Regions from separate parts of the Mus musculus genome. Here region 1 is linked to region 2. A link is a contact called in public HiChIP or PLAC-seq data. All regions are on one chromosome and are shown on one strand. Each heading gives the region's core, a stretch centred on a gene start, on an enhancer-like site or on the middle of the called end of the contact. The rest is flanking DNA. Distances are from core to core; before and after follow the strand shown. Region 1 overlaps Slc12a3 (solute carrier family 12, member 3). Region 2 has its middle 7.8 kb from the start of Gm39228.

What was found. HiChIP or PLAC-seq counts read pairs in DNA pulled down with a chosen protein or histone mark.
Region 1: a contact with region 2 is called in an H3K27ac HiChIP or PLAC-seq map of microglia, with 5 times the contacts expected there. The contact joins two enhancer-like sites. A contact is called at or near these places in 3 of 115 datasets of contacts at active chromatin or transcription factors (memory CD8 T cells, microglia and pancreatic cancer cells) and 2 of 9 other capture datasets (liver and pancreatic islet).

What each region holds. Positions count from the first base shown.
Region 1 is chr8:94,362,136-94,364,835 of GRCm38.p6, reverse strand. The region is part of intron 24 of Slc12a3 (solute carrier family 12, member 3); the gene reads right to left. Among named protein-coding and RNA genes, the nearest start is that of Gm15889, 14 kb to the left of the region's middle. Within about 2 kb of position 1,320, at least 220 of the 459 cell types and tissues checked have an H3K27ac peak or open chromatin away from gene starts, as enhancers often do. A contact at or near this core is called in liver, memory CD8 T cells and microglia, where this site is marked.
Region 2 is chr8:94,189,854-94,192,553 of GRCm38.p6, reverse strand. No RefSeq gene overlaps it. Among named protein-coding and RNA genes, the nearest start is that of Gm39228, 7.8 kb to the right of the region's middle. Within about 2 kb of position 1,268, at least 150 of the 459 cell types and tissues checked have an H3K27ac peak or open chromatin away from gene starts, as enhancers often do. A contact at or near this core is called in liver, memory CD8 T cells and microglia, where this site is marked.

The DNA.
Region 1 (2,700 bases), core at 71-2,570, 170 kb before region 2:
AGGTCACAGAGTGATATGCTCCTGTGAGATGGCTGCATGCCCTTGTCCTGCCCACCACCGCCACCATCACCACCACCGCCACCACCCCCGCCCCATGAAGGATGTCAGGGACGATTCCAGCATGGTTTCTCAGGGGCCTTTTGTCCTAGCTGTAAAACACGATGCAAGTAACAGGATATCCTAGAATGCTGTTCAGTCATGTTTGGCTGTGCAGATAAGAAAGTGACTTTTCTACCATCTTAAGAATTCTAGCCGGACAGTAGTGGCGTACACCTTTAATCCCAGCACTTGAGAGGCAGAGGCAGGCAGATTTCTGAGTTCGAGGCCAACCTGGTCTACAGAGTGAGTTCCAGGACAGCCAGGGCTACACAGAGAAACTCTGTCTTGAAACAACAACAACAAAAACCCGAAGAATTCTAAAGTTACATTAGGATCATGGTTCCATGGGTTCAGCTTCTGGGAAATATGGTACCTCACAGAACCAGCTATGGTGCATGAGTTTGGGATATTAGTGCTTACACAACAGTGTACCGGATTGTACCCTTGACAATCCCTCCATCTGAGCTCTAATTAAGGCCAGCAGTGGACAGTGCCCCAGCTGAACTCTGGCCAGCTGAACTTGGCCAGCTGGAGCAGCCAGCCAGGCAGATTTGAACTAGGGTTCAGAGTTCAGAATCTGACCCCACAGTCATCGCCTGAGTGCTGGCATTGCAATGTCCTCAACTTGGTGACTTTGGCAAAGTGCCTGAGTGGCACTGAGCCTCAGAGTTCTTTAAATAGAGCAGTCACAGAGTCACTGCCCTTGTTGGCTGTCTGAGGATGCACACAGCATGCAGGTGGTGGAGATGTGTCCTGAATCAGGTTCCTAGATCTTTCTACCTGATGCATCTGCTTGCTACAACCTCACCAGGCCTGTGATCACTAACTAAAACACAGGGTCAGAACATCAGCCGGACAACCATTGCCCTATTTTTAGAACGTAAGGTCCCAAGGATCAGGAAGGATGGGTGGGAACAAGGATGCCTATGTCACTAAGCAACTGTTGTCTTCACCCGAAAGTGGTTAGTGATCTTCCATGGGAACGGCATAGGAGAGGAGAAAGGCCAAGCTTAGATTTTGCAGGCGCTCCTGAAGCTGAGGACTCTGCAGTCTGGGAAAATGCTACAACATTTTTGGGAACTGAGTTCACCAACTTTAAAGGGCACAGGGCACAGGTGCCTGCCTGCTCAGAGCCACAAAAAAACCCACAGTTCCTGCAGCAAGCTTCAGCCTGAAGTTCCCTCCCTGGGCGGAGCCTGTGGCCCTGTCCCGTGGGACAGCGCCTTTAACTGGCTCTAGCTTTAGCCAATAACATGCTTGCTCTTGCCAACAGGATGTGCTCACCCTAAACCACTGATCTTTAGAACAAAGCTGGGAACAATACAAGTTCTGTTCAAAAGTGCAAGGCAGTGTTGGGTGAATGCTAGATCCAGAAGTTAAGTCCCTGAACGGAACCAACCCAGGCTGAGTGCCAGTCCACTCCCCATCTGGAAGGCCCTGAGTAGAGGACACAACTCCTGTGGCAGTGTCCCTGTCTCAAGGAACACAGTTTAGTTATGATCCTTAAAGCAGGCCCCTGCTTACAGCATCTTCCTCAGCTCAGGCACGGGTGGTAAGGATGCCTTCATGAATTACTCTTTGGCAATGTAGAGGGTCGTTACTGAGAAAAAGGAGGTCCTGCTCAGAGGCTGTGGGGTTGGGATAGTTACTGTGCAGCGCCAGCTCAACACCTGTGCAGGTGTAGCTGCGCTCACACATGGGTGGAGGTGTAGGGGTGGGTCATCAGATAAGCCACGGAGTAGGAGACTGACAGAGCCAGGTTCTGCCCCAAGCTGGAGCTAGATTAGACACCCGTTTCACCTGGTTCCACTGAGGATTGTTCCTTGTTTGTTGTCCTTAGAATGTCTGGGAACAGGGGTCTTGAGCCCCTCCCAGCCTTCTTCTAAAAGAGACTAGAATTTGCATGTTCAGGGTTCCCAAGTCTAATGAGGCTGACCTTGACTGCATCCTGAGAGATCTGGGCTGGTCTCCAACTTGGAGGGTTGGGACACACTCACAGCTGCTCTGGAGAGTTGTTCCAAGAGCTAGGGGCCCTGTTGGGTGACATCTGGCTAGGGTGGGGGTGTGTGTAGGTGTCACCTCCAGGGTGACCAGACACACCACTGTTACTCTCAGCTAATCTCGCAAGACTAGTTGGTGAGCTTTTGACGTTTCCCGAAGTTTTGGGGAAGAGGAGAAAGTGGGGCGGGAGACGCTACTCAGGTAAAATCTCATCATGCCCCCACCCCCACCCCACCCCCTCACCCGTCCAGAGATGGATTCATTTTATAGCAAGTGAACTTGGGATCGCAGTGTGATGAAGGAGAACCTTGAACCTGCTTCAGTGCTCATTAGGGAAATCAAGGCTAAGAGAGACGTGGTGTTCCTTAGCAAGGCTACACAGTGAGTTAACAGCAGGTCATAATTGCAGGTGTGTTTCTTTGAAGAGAGACTTCACTATGGAAGCTGCAGCTTGTCCCACCCATGCACCCTGGACAGTTCACACCTCAGAGTCCCCAGAGGGTTAGATGTCTTGGCGCCACCTCCACTGTCTTGACTCAGGCCACACCCTGGGCCCAACCTAGTTTTGGGAACATTCTCTTGAGAGAATGTTGATGGAAC
Region 2 (2,700 bases), core at 19-2,518:
TCATTCTGTAGCCTAGGCTAGGCTAGCCTGGAACTCACCATGTAGTCTAGGCTAGATTGAACGTGTTGCAATCCTCCTGCCTAAGCCTCTTAAATGCTGGTGAGGGTCTAGAAGTCAGATAGAGCCCTGAGAGGCAGACAATAAAAAGAGAAGCCACCACTAGGTGACAAAAATGGCGAACCCAGGCTTCTTCTTTACCCTTCTGACCAAGGCCTAACATCTTTTTTTTTTCTTTTTTCTTTATTTATGTAAGTACACTGTAACTTTTTTCAGACACACCTGAAGAGGGCATCAGATCTCATTACAGGTGGTTGTGAGCCACCATGTGGTTGCTGGGATTTGAACTCAGGACCTCTGGGAGAGCAGTCAGTGCTCTATTAACCGCTGAGCCAACTCTCCAGCCCGGTTTATCATTTTCTAAGTCTAGTTTTCCGCTATTCCTGTCAACCTCATGGATCCCGAAGTCCTTTTTTAATGAATTTGCCTTGCCTAATTTACCTAGACCTCACCCCTGCAGCTTGTGCCCAGAGAATCCCAGATGGTATAGGGCTTGCTTTCAGAATTCACACAGTACGGTGGGTGCCCTCTCAGAAGATGTCCAGCCACCCCGCATCCCTTGAAAAATGAGATATACAGCATTTCCCATGGAAACGCAAGTCCCAGGCTTGGCCCACCAGTTCTTGTGGCTGCCATTTAGAATAGGTTCTTTACAGTCACACATGTCACTCTAGTTACACACACGCCCTGGGGGCCCTTTTGTTAGATGCTCCACGTGCATTTTGAATTTACACTCTTCAGAAGAGAGAATCTAACTGGTTTCTCTCTTTTGAACTACTATGGATTATATAGGGTTGGATAGGGTATCATGCCAAGCCCTCAGACTTAACTTCCTGCTTCCTCCGCTCATCCACCGACAGTTTCCCTGCTGTGGGCAAGACGTGGTCACGTGAAGGAGTGAGTGAGGGCCTTAAAGATGGCTCAGTGGGTGAAGGTACCTTTTAGCCAAACTGGGCGATCTGAATTTGATCCCTAGGACATGGTGGGCGAGAACTACCTCCTAAAAATGATCTCTGCCGTGCATACACTTGTCATGCCACATGCACATGAATGTGCGCACACACTCCCCCTAAGTGTAATAAACAGCGTGATTGGTGCGGTTCTGAGTTCCGCTTCCTCCCTCGGGGTGTCTAAGCACCACTGCACACTCCGGGGGTCAGGATGGGGGCATGAAGCGGACGGAACCCGGAAGGGTTGCGTCAGCAGGATCTCGGTCCAGCTGTGAGTTGGGGGCGGGGCTTCTCCGAGGATTTCAGAGTTAGAGCTCTTTTACATGGTGTTCAGTGACTCAGCTTTCTTAGCAGATGACCTGCAGCGAAACTGCTTGCTCCTTTAAATTAGAGGTGAACAAAGGTCATATGAACTGTGAGGAGTGGTTTTCAGGGTGAGAGTAAATTATTGGCTGTGGCGGGGGTGGGGGGTAGGGGGTGGGAATCGGAATGCTTCATTTACATGGAGAGGAATTCCAGGTGCTTTGGAGGCAGGTTCTTAATGGGAGAGATGGAAGTTGAACCTTGGCCACGGACTACATGACTTTCCAGGGGTAGAGGATATGTGCAGGGTCTTGCTCTCCAGATAAGGTCAGGCAAAGAAGGGAAAGCCCCACAGAGAAAGGTAGTCCTCCACTTTGTGCCAAGCTCAGAACCTATCTGGACATGGTGGACTGCCGACCTTAATTGTAGGGTCTTCCAACAAGTAGAGATGTCTTCTGACCTCGTGGCTTCTCCCAAGAGGCCCACACATCTGTCTTAGCTTATTCCATACCAACTACCCTAAAGTCGGGGGGGGGGGGGGACAGGAATGGAGCCATTTAAAGATGGAGATGTTCAAACTGTAGTGGTCCAGCTCAGAAGCAACGCTCTGACGTGGTAACTGATCCCCAAATAACACGATGTAGGTGCAGCTTGCCAGGACTGTAGCCATCTTGATTATCCCTGTGACTATCCTGGAGTAACCCTAGTTAGTGGTCACTGCACAATTTCTTAGCAAACCATGAGTTGATAAGGTGGAGTCATTTATGAGACTTTGCAGTCAGACTGGCAGGATGCACCCGGCTCTTCATGATCATCTTAAGATAAGCCAGCTACCTTCCAGTAGTGTCAAGTCACTTTTGTTCAAGCCTTTAAACTCCCAACTGAGTCAAAATGTGGGATGCCAAATTGGACATTCTGGTGCCTGGGTCCACACTTCTGTCCGTAAATTCCCCCAGTAATTGTCACTCGTTAATTCTAGATGTGTCTGCATCTCTTTGACCTCACAGCCCCTTGTCCTCATCTTTTAGGACTGGGTTGTTCTGGAGGAAACAGAGCCTTGAAGACTTCTATCAGGGGGTCTGTTATATTTATATTTCCTCTCCTCTTGGAAGCTGAGTGGGGTTGGACCTGATTAGTATGTGACTGGCAGACAGTATCCGATACATGCTCATTTAACTTAGAGCACACTTATAGATTGCCTGCTGACTGCCACACACCATGGCTGGATGAGAGGGAGAGAGTCCTGAGTCCCTGATATGTGCCAGGGACTGTTCTAGACACATTCAGGTTCATGGCAGCCCCGTGTGCTCCCCATGATGAGACATGGGACTTGGCCACATGTCATCCTAAGACATGTCCCCAAGACAGGCTACTTGACATCCTAAGTGGG